Linked DNA regions of Gossypium hirsutum: regions 2 and 3 are each linked to region 1. Evidence: chromatin contacts called from public Hi-C data. All regions are on one chromosome and are shown on one strand. Each heading gives the region's core, a stretch centred on a gene start, on an enhancer-like site or on the middle of the called end of the contact. The rest is flanking DNA. Distances are from core to core; before and after follow the strand shown. Region 1 has its middle 9.4 kb from the start of LOC107888719. Region 2 holds the start of LOC107892134 (E3 ubiquitin-protein ligase RGLG2). Region 3 holds the start of LOC107888713 (glycerol-3-phosphate dehydrogenase [NAD(+)]).

Region 1 (3,718 bases), core at 641-3,140:
AAGTTCTTGAGCAATGAGGCCGAGAGGCTGTAGGCAAAGTGAAGCCAAGTGTTATGAATCACAAGGATTCTGCTTTAGGGAAGTTAGAATATGGGCAAGGGAGTGACATAACTCCTTGTCATCGAGATGTATAAACGAGTAGGACGGCTCAAGTTAAGAAGCGACGGAAGCCGAGGCAAAAGTCTCGAAAGAAGGGAAGAGCTAAGGCAACGAGTGGGATCCAAGGCGAATCAAGTCAGTGCCATTCGGGAGTCGCAACGAGGACGTTGCGAGAATAGGTAGGGGAGAATGTCACGGGCCAGAGTTCAAAGCCCGTGACCATCGAACCAGATGCATCCGATGGAGGTCTATTACTTAGATGGGGATCATTTGGCCCACGAGAGCTGGCTCGATTCAAGGAACTGTTGGAGAAGCCTGTCAGATTGAAGCCTGGTTGGCCCGATAGCGAAGATATAGCAACTTAGGCAACTATGGTAACTAATCTTTAAAGATAGAGGGAATCATATCTTGTAAAGATTAGATAGGATTTGATATGGCAATATCTTGTAAAATCCCTTAAATCATGGGATTGGTTAATCTCGTCCGTCGATGTAATTGTATCTTGACCGTTGGTTTTGGGGGAGCTCAAGTATAAATAGAGAGCCTCCCCCTCATCTGTACTCACTCCATTCATTGTTTCATTATTCTTTGTGAATAAGAGAATAGAAAGCATTTACTCAAACACTTTGCGAGCGTCCCTTTCTGTTGTTCTTTTTAAGCTTCTTTTGGCATAAGTTTGCTTTTGCTGTACAAGTTGGTGCCTTGGAGGAGTTCTTAAGGAATCCTCATTCGAGTGAAGGCTGACTTGGGCGAGTTTGAACGAGCAAATTGCCTAAGGCCACACGAATTGCGAGACAAAAGGTCTAGCCCCGTGACACTAGGACATTGAAGGCCGAAACCTCTTTTCCAGAATTAAAAAAAAAGGGTGATGAAACGCTTATGGCTAACACCCCTTTTTCATATTTTAAAAAATTTTGGGGTGTTGGAACACTGATGACCGACACCCCAGTAGTATTTCAAAAATACTACATGCAAATACTCTTGACTGTAGTTGCACATGACGAGAATCGGAATGTACTTCCTATCACTTACACCATCATGGAGGGTGAGAACTTCGAGTCCTGTGAATTTTTCTTGACAAATCTGCGAAGGCATGTTGTCAGGCAAGACAACATTTTCCTTATATTGGACAGATTGAAGGGACTATTGGCTGCAATAAGACGTTCGAGGGTTCCGTGGCGGTTAGTTTATTGCATCCGACACATTGCGACAAACTTCCACAAAGATTATAAGAATAAAGAATCGCGCAAGGAAATCGTGAACATGAGTAAAAAATATTGTTCCAAAATTGATATGTTCATTTTTTTTTATATTATTGGAAATTTTATCAGTGCATTTTTTTAAATCTAGAAAATGAGTGTCAGCTATCAGTGTCCTAACACCCTAAAAATAATTTTTTTTATTTAGGAAAAAGGGTGCCGGTCATCGGTGTTAATGGCACACCAAATTTTCTTTTTTTAAATACCGGTATAACATGTATACCAATATGATACAGTTTAAGAAAAAAATACAAGGGTGTCGGCAACATGATGTCCAAAACTCAAAATATTCATTTTTTATTCCCCGACACAATTATGGATCAATGATTTTGTCATAATTTATGTGAGTACCGATCATTTAGTAAAAGTCATTTAGGTGATTATTTTTTAACCAAGGTGATTTATATAATTAATTATTTTTTATCATTTGTGTAAAATAGCCCATATCAGTGTATGTGGAGATGACCTTGCATACAGAGTGATAAATGTGCTAATCACACAGTCCGAGAGGCCTATCTACTTTCTGCTCATCACATGCCTATAAATGTTGTTGAAAGTTACAATTCCTCAATGTCATTTAATATTTGCCGACATCCATGGTCCATAAGGTCCTTTTATCTATAATGACCTGAAATACGATTTACGTCCCAGATCGATGATGTTACTGTTGTTTTTGCAGTAACAGTTTATGTGGTGGTGATGACCTTGCATGAAGCATGATAAATGTGCTAATCACAGTCTGGGATTCTTATGTACCTACCTTTCTACTCATCATATCACTAATTTCTATAAATGATGGAAACTTACAATATATAATTGTTTGAATAAAAGCGATGGATAAATCTGTATTGAAAGTGTTTACGTATAACAAAAAAATAAGAAAACTTTAAGAAACACATTCTAATACAAGTTTCTAACTGAATAGACAAATGCCATTTCTCATGATAATACATGAGTTCTAGATCAATAAAAATCACCGCACTTAAAAAATTCAGAAAATATTGTGAATAGCAGGTAAATTGAATGGTAGTTATTTTAATAATGAATGTGATATTTTGTAATTTGGACCTGATAATTGGGCTGGGTATAAAATGTTATGTTAGGGCTTTTTTTGTTAACACATGGGTACACGATTAGGGTGTAACAGCCTAATTTTCAGTGGTGTCGGAACAGTGATTCGAGATCACTAAATCCGACAAATGAGTAGGAAATATTATTAATTTAGTGAATATAAGTTAAATGTGAAGTTAGGAAAAATTTTGAAATAGTGAAATGTACAAATATATATATATTAAAATAATTAGAATTGAAAACGAGGTATCGAAACCTCGGGAATTTTAAATCGAGCCATAAATATTTTTATAAATATTTATAGAGTGTTAATAAGTTAGTATTAAAGTTTCGTCAAGAAATCTTAAAGTACTGATAGCTAATTGAACAAAAAGGACTAAATTGTATCAAATGCAAAATTGTGAGAAATGAATAAATAGCTTAAATGATAAAAGAAAGAGGGTTTAAGAGGAAAATAGACCCAAGGTCTATTTGGGCTGGACGGCAAGAGCATGAAATCACCAAGAAAATAAGAGCAAAATTAGAAAATTGCAAAATTTACTTAATAAAGCTAGGACTAAAGTGGAATTATCTAGATTTCTCTTTATTTTTCTGCATTCTCATCAGAAAAAACACCATGGAAGAGTTCCCTTAAGCTGGTTTTTCATATTTTTACTGCAAGTAAGTTCAATTCTTGATTATTTCTTGAAATTTTTGTGTTTTTGTGACGTTTACAACTAGGTCCATTTGTTGAATTCATTAGTTCTTGATTCTATGAAAGAAATTGAAAGTTTCTATGAATATGTGCTGGAAGTATATGATGATTTGATATAGAATTAGAGCTTTAAATTGTTTATATACTGATTTTATTGAAAGAATTGAATAGAAAGTGAATGTTTGGGACCTAAATTGTAAAAGAGTTTGAAGTTAGAGTTTTATGTGGAAATTCTAAATTTCAATAGTTATGAAATAACTTATAATGTCTAGGAAAATTATTAATTGATAAAATTAGTTTAATTGAGGGGTTAATTAAGTAAGGACTGAATTGTATGAACTGTGAAATTTGGGGCAAAATGAAAATCAACATTTTGCACTAAAACAGTTTTGGACAGCAGCAATAGTATAACTTTGAAAAATATCCAAAAATTTTAGAAATCTAATTATAGGATGAATAAAATATGAAATTAAAGCTTATTGAGTCTAGTTTCTTATAGAAGAAACGGTGTAAGCATTGGAATTGTAAATCATGAGATATAATAAGTTTTGTGAGACAATGTCAGAATGATTTCGGGTTCCCCTATTCTGACTTT
Region 2 (3,493 bases), core at 10-2,509, 630 kb after region 1:
AACAATTAAGCAACATTTACCCAAATCATTGTTCGGAAAAAAGGATAAAAGCATGAATATATAAAACTTCTAAAAATGAAAGCAAAGTAGATATTAACCTGATCTAAGGAGTTGTAATTGTCTGCAATTCTGGAATACCTCCGGTCTAGTGTCCTTTTATCACTGCCACGGTTTTGAGGAGGTGGATAATACTGCAGCTCCGGTTGTGAAGGTGGATAATACTGCAGGGAGGCAGAGCTATACTGTGACATATAACTAGGGCTTTCTTGACCATACTGAGGATTGCCAGTATGAGAATCCCATGAAGCCGAACTCGTACGATAAGATGAATTCTGCCTCCAATTCACATCCTTTGAACTACTACCCCCCATCAACTCAAATATCTATAGAAATTCCCAATTCTTAACAAAAACCGATTCCTTCCTCCACAAATGAATCGAAATCAACAACTACGGCCCAAATACCAGAATGACAGATAACTTAAAACCCTGACATAATACACAAACAACCAAAGAATGACAATTAAGGAATGAAATCACCAAATAAACGTTCTCAAATCTTTTCCAAAACCCACCAAAGCAAGCATTCAAATATATGTAAAGAAGCAAGAAAATTAAAAGATTGAAACGATATCTACAATTTGGAGTTTCCTAGAAACTTCAATTTTCCCTTATTTACCAGAAATCTCAAAGACACCAATTCAGCAACGTAAGCTTCCCCTTCACTGTTCTTAAAACACCTAAAGAAAAGCCTTCCTTGTTAAGTATATTTCCAACAAATTACTTCCTGGGAACTTATATTACACTAAGACTCCATCGAAATGGCTTAAACAATCAAGAAACACACCATTTTAAAATAAACAATTATTAGGCACCAAAGACAAAATGTAAATTCACTCTAAAGAAAAGTAAAACGCCAAAAAAACACCGCTGTTTCATCTCAAAGAAAAAAAAAAGCCATGAAATCTGAAAGAGACCCATTAATCTTGGCGGCTATTAATTGCTTAATACTTAAGAGAAAAAAAAAACACGTTTTCAAGATCTGAAGTATAAAAGTAAACAAAATTGGAAAGTGGATCAAAGTTAGAAGATAAATTACAATACCTTTTATTGAAGTAGGCAAACAAACTAGCAGAGTTGCAGAGCATCAATGGAGGATCTGGGTATCTATTTGGCTTTTGAAATTTGAGATAAATGATTACTTTTTAGATGATTGCTTTCGTGAAAGTATATACCTTTTTATCTTTTATAAACCATAGGGATAATATATACTATATCCCCTGAACTTGTCTATTTATACCTAATCGGTCACTAAATTTTTTTTCTAAACCTAGTTAGTCCCAAAACTTATATTTCATCAATCAAATTGGTACTCTGCATTAACACAGTTAGTTTATGCTGACATGAAACTGCTAGTCAATTTGGTAATCGCACATGACAATCTCTCAGAACTTTACCTGACAAACATATATATATATAAAAGCAGGGGGAAACTAGAAAATTTTTTAAGGGCCGAAATTAAATTACAATTTTTATGATAATAAAAATACAATTTCACTATTTTAATAGCCTCTAACTTTATAATTTTTAAAGGATTAAATTAATTTTTATCATTTTAGAGGAGCTAAAGTATAATTTTACCTTTACTAATTTAAAATTTTAAAAATTTCAAATAGCTTAAATAGAAAATTTTCCATTTTTGGGTGGTTGGGGCCCCTGCCAACCCCTAGTTTCGCCCTTGTATAAAATGCTATCACATGACACCACCAAATTGACTAGTAGTTCCACATCAACATAAACTAATGATATCAGTGTAAAGATATTAACCTAATTGACGAAAAATAAATTCAAGGATTAACTAAATCAAAAAAATTAGGGACCAAATTATATATTATCCCTTGATTTTTTACACTGTAGCGGAGTTATTTCTTATTTCTTTTGTATTTTAATGGAAAGTGTGGAATGGACGTTAACACATGACATGGAAGCCTCGCGCTGTGCAAGTACTTGCGGGTCTCCAATGACTTGGGATTACAATCCATTCATTTAATATAAATTTATAATAATGGCCAACCCAACTATCATTTTTTCATTTTCATTATTTAATTATGAAAATGTTATAAAATAGTCGTTAACTGGTTAACATACAGATATAAACACCTAAAAATTCAATACAGTTAGGTGATGAAAAATACAAAATTGAATAGGGTGATCAAAATACAAAATTTAATAGTTAAATGATTATTTTATAATGTTTAATAGTTAGGTGATCATTTTGTAATTTTTCACAATTAGATGACTAAAAAAAACATAGTTTAATGGTTATTAATGTAGTTTACCCTAAAATAATTCAGATTCGAAGAAAAATAATATTATGAAATTTAGAATAAGAGTCAACCTAAAATTTAAAATATATATATATATAATTGGTGATAATTTTATAACTTTTTATTGTTAATCTCAATTGAATTGAGATCAGTAAATTGAGACACGGGTTGAATCAAATACTTAAAAGAATAGTATAGATAAAGGAGACTTGGAGAATAAGTAATGAAAAGAAATTTATAAAATTATGCATGCTACTATAAATGATTAAATTATGACTTTGATCCTTCTATCATACTCAAATTTGATATTTAGTCTCTTTTCAACTCATCAAAATTTGATTTATTTTATAGAAAAAATAAATGTGTTTTAATTGAAATAGTTAATTTTTTTATATAATTTTTATTATTACTTATATTCCAAATCCTTCAAATGGAGAATAATATATATTTTACTGTTTTATTATTATAATAACAAAATTACTAACAAAGTTAAGGTCGAATTAATAATTCTATTAATTATTTAAACTAATCAATAACATTAACAAAATAGACACTAAATTATAATAAAAAAATTATATATTAAATTTAAGAAGAAAACCAAATTTGACCAAATATTACAAACAGAGAGGAGTCGTTGTTCCAAAATTTCATCTATCCTCTTCTAGAAAATCCCAATTAGGCTGATAATATTCAATCCACCTGTCATTTAGTTGGCCTCAAATGGAGGTGATACTGAAAGTACTAAAACATTCCCCATTTGACAAAGACTTTTGATGTGAATGGCTGACAAGTGTGAAGGCTTTATGGGACAGCCAGCCATGGATATCCTGATTAGGGTTTGAAAAACTGTAAATTTGGGGGAAATTGTGTTTGCAATTGCGAAATTTGTGATTTAAAATTTCCATTTCACATTTTGGTCAAAGTCAAAGCCTATGAGTGTAAATATGGAATTTGGTAATGCCTTCTAGTGTTGAAAGTTCTAGAAACAACGCTCAATGCATTTCGATTTAATTCAACTTTGAAAGAAGGTAGCCTGCTTACACCTGCAGCTGTTCTAGCAATGATAACAATTATTTTGAAACAATCTCCCCCCACAATTGAATTACAAGTTCACCATTGTGTCCGGAGATTCCGCGGACGAAATTTCCGGCCAAAGAATTTTCCAAT
Region 3 (3,777 bases), core at 1,139-3,638, 660 kb before region 1:
ACGAGACTCCCCAAGACTTGAACAAATTTAAACCCTTAAATTACTATTTGGACCCACCTGCTTAGCTTAATCACGCCTTACCTCTCGGCTTTTACCCTTTATATAAGTCCCCCACATTGTACGATGCCTAGCCACCCCACTACCTCCATTGGCTCCCACTTTATCACTATTCCAAAAATGGGATCGTCAACATTTTCATATATCTTTCACATTCTCTTCATTTCCCTCCTTGTTCCAAATCTAGCTTCTTCCCCGCCAGTTCAAGATCCTGAATTTGTTGTTGATGAAGTTCACAAGTAATTCATTTATATACTCTTACAATGTTTATATTGTATAAGATTAATGTGTACATATATGTATTGGTATGTTTTCATTTGCAGGAGTATCAATGCTTCGAGGAGGAACTTGGGTTACTTGTCATGTGGAACAGGAAACCCCATTGATGATTGTTGGAGGTGTGATCCGAACTGGGAGAAGAACCGGCAAAGGTTAGCCGATTGCGCGATTGGGTTCGGGAAGCATGCCATGGGAGGCAAAAATGGTCGAATCTATGTTATTACGGATGCCGGCGATGACGACCCGGTGAACCCTAGGCCGGGTACTTTAAGGCATGCTGTGATTCAAGACGAGTCATTGTGGATTATTTTCAAGAGAGATATGGTGATTACGTTGAAACAAGAATTGTTGATGAACTCTTTCAAGACAATAGACGGTCGAGGTGCGAGCGTTCACATATCGGGTGGACCATGCATCACCATCCATTATGTGTCGAACATCATCATCCATGGCATCCACATACATGATTGTAAACCCGGGGGTAGTACAATTATAAGAGACTCTCCCCATCATGCAGGGCATTGGACTCCATCGGACGGTGATGGTGTCTCCATCTTTGGCAGCAAGAATATATGGGTTGACCATTGTTCATTGTCGAATTGTCATGATGGACTCATCGATGTCATCCATGGATCCACCGCCGTGACTATATCAAACAACTACATGACCCATCATGATAAAGTCATGCTTTTGGGCCACAGTGATTCCTATATGCAAGATAAAAACATGCAAGTCACTGTTGCCTTTAACCATTTCGGGGAAGGTCTAATTCAAAGAATGCCAAGGTGTAGACTTGGATATTTCCATGTGGTGAACAACGATTACACTCATTGGGAAATGTACGCCATTGGTGGCAGTGCAAACCCTACTATCAACAGCCAAGGAAACAGGTTTCTAGCACCCAATGATAGATCAAAGAAGGAGGTAATTAATTTTCAAAGTCCTCATTAGCACGAGTTAACTCATATATATCACCATTTTCACACTACCATATGTAATGATTTTTGTAGGTGACCAAGCATGAGAATGCACCAGAGAGTGAATGGAAACGCTGGAACTGGAGATCCGAAGGAGACTTGATGTTGAATGGAGCCTTTTTCAGGCAAACCGGTGCTTCTGGTGCATCTTCAACCTTTGCTAGGGCTTCGAGCCTTAGTGCTAGACCATCTTCTCTTGTGGGTACAATGACAATGACTGCTGGTGCACTCAAATGTAGAAGGGGTTCCCACTGCTAGTTTTAAACTTATAATTAGCAGTTTAATTATAATTTAGTCTTTTTGTTTCTTTTAAGAATGTAATGAAACGACGAACTCTGCATGTTGCCTGAAATTGAACACAACATGGATTAATCATTAATCCTATACAGTTAATTTGTAGTAATTTTCTGTATTGATAGATCAACAAAGCATGCAACTGCAGTTTAGGGTTGCTTTTATGTAATCTGCTATAAGTGGCAAAAGTGTACTTTTTCATGAAAGTGATTGTCATTATTGATAAGGGAGAATTTTGCTTGTTTTATCTACATAATGTTTTCAGTTTGGACTGAAGGTATGGTAATTCTCCTATAAAAAGTATATATTTTATATCTCTTAAATGTTTTCATGGATAAAAAGTCAAACCAAAGCATTAATTATAAATGTTGTGAGCGTTTGGATAATTGTCACCGAAAAAAGTAAATGCTTTTGAAGTACCAAAATGTCAACGCAAACAAACCCAATTAATGATCAATTAATATATTCTTTGTCGTTGGAAATATTAAAATATAGAATTTTACTAATAAAAACTTAATAATAATAGTAATAGTATTCCTTAAAAAATTAATAATAGTAATAACCAAAAATGAAAAACCTTAATTTGGAAAATTAATAATAGTAATAATCATGCGATCTAGTTTTGATGTGTGAAACAAACAATGGCTTATGGGAAGAAAATTTTCATATAAAAAGGAGCAACTAAAAGCCATGTTTTGGGCGTAAATCATGGAGAAACTGAATATCTGAGCTAGACCGCAATGTGATTGAGTAGAGTGGGAATGCGAGACAGGATCTCCCGCATGCACTCATAGCTTCAAGCTTTTTGGTATGTTTATTACATTGTGATTAATTAAAGTCAGTCACTGTCTCAAACATTTGCAAATGCCAATTGCAATTTACCAAACTTCTATCTCATATCATCTTCTTGCAGACCTTTGCTTTTACCATGAATATCAAGTATCTCTCTATCTATCTCTATCTATTGACCCAACCAGTTTTGGGCTAAAATATATTGACCCATTAGAAAATGGGTCTAAGATATTTCTATATTGAAATGGACCCAAGCCAAGTTCCACGACGGTTTTTGTTCTTTGGATCATAGCCTTCATTGGTTTCACTTTCATTTTTATTCACTGATAAATTGCCAAAACAACCATGTCATTACAAAATTACTCTGCAAAGTAAGGTCCAAACTTGCACTAGTTTTGACTTGGAAAGAAAACCCGAAGGAAGAAAGCAAAAGCAGCATAGAGTAGATCGCCAACTTCAACAAATGAAAGCATAAAAGAGAACTTTGTTTCATTGTTTGTGACGACAACGTGTCTGTCATCTCCGCCCTCATGCGCTTTCATTTCCCCTTATATTCTTCTTCCTCTTTCTCCCTCGTTTCTAACTTCACTTTCATTTCTTCATTGCCACTCATCTTTTCTTCCTCCCATTTCTCCACTTTCATTTCAATGGCTCCTGCTTTTGAACCTGTCTCTCCCCCACACCAAGAAGCTGAACCCCAAACTGCAACACCCCATCACACTGACACTGTAAACAATTTTGGGAATGATGGTCAAGTTGTTGGCTCTAAATCAAAGGTCACTGTTGTTGGTAGTGGTAATTGGGGTAGTGTTGCTGCTAAGCTCATTGCTTCTAACACTCTCAAGCTCAACTCTTTTCATGGTATTTCTCTACCCTTCACTCATCTTTTTGTTTCTTGCATGATTATCTGTTTCTTTCAATGATTTAGAAAGCGGGGAAAAGCTCACCAAAGATGTTAACTTGTGAGATTCATATGGTGGAATGATGAAAAAGATTACTTAACTGTGTTTAGAAGTATTGAGATTTGATAATACTAAGTGGAAGTTTTTATGGTTTTAGATTTGGAATTGAATTGCAATTTGTTCTAATGAAAAATCCAGATGAAGTGAGGATGTGGGTATTTGAGGAGACATTGCAAACGGGTGAGAAGCTTACAGATGTCATTAACAAAACTAATGTGAGCACTTGAAAACATTCATTTTCTGTCCATTTGTTTATTTTCTTGTAGATTTTCTCAACCTGTAAGTGGACTTGCTTTTGTTTCACTAGGAAAATGTTAAATACCTTCCTGGTATTAAGCTCGGCAAAAATGTCATTGCGGATCCAGACCTCGATAATGCAGGTAATCAATTTCCCTTTTTTTCTTTACATTTCTGGT

The links. Hi-C and Micro-C count contacts between places; a contact is called where the count stands out from the background.
Region 2: a contact with region 1 is called in a Hi-C map of leaf, with 2.1 times the contacts expected there. The contact joins the promoter of LOC107892134 here to the enhancer-like site in region 1. A contact is called at or near these places in 2 of 34 Hi-C or Micro-C datasets (hypocotyl and leaf).
Region 3: a Hi-C map of leaf shows a contact between it and region 1, with 3 times the contacts expected there. The contact joins the promoter of LOC107888713 here to the enhancer-like site in region 1. A contact is called at or near these places in 4 of 34 Hi-C or Micro-C datasets (callus and leaf).

What each region holds. Positions count from the first base shown.
Region 1 is chrA09:11,361,288-11,365,005 of Gossypium_hirsutum_v2.1, reverse strand. No RefSeq gene overlaps it. Among protein-coding and RNA genes, the nearest start is that of LOC107888719, 9.4 kb to the left of the region's middle. Within about 2 kb of position 1,890, at least 1 of the 9 cell types and tissues checked has an H3K27ac peak or open chromatin away from gene starts, as enhancers often do. A contact at or near this core is called in leaf, where this site is marked.
Region 2 is chrA09:10,734,779-10,738,271 of Gossypium_hirsutum_v2.1, reverse strand. LOC107892134 (E3 ubiquitin-protein ligase RGLG2) reads right to left here and starts at 1,259. Exons shown (of 12, transcript XM_041077522.1): 1 at 1,104-1,259; 2 at 99-488. The coding sequence starts at 371.
Region 3 is chrA09:12,017,352-12,021,128 of Gossypium_hirsutum_v2.1, reverse strand. LOC107888713 (glycerol-3-phosphate dehydrogenase [NAD(+)]) reads left to right here and starts at 2,388. Exons shown (of 11, transcript XM_016812893.2): 1 at 2,388-3,260; 2 at 3,500-3,576; 3 at 3,669-3,741. The coding sequence starts at 2,930. It overlaps LOC107888714 (pectate lyase), which reads left to right and starts at 134. Exons shown (of 3, transcript XM_016812894.2): 1 at 134-296; 2 at 381-1,260; 3 at 1,347-1,854. The coding sequence starts at 178. The coding sequence ends at 1,571.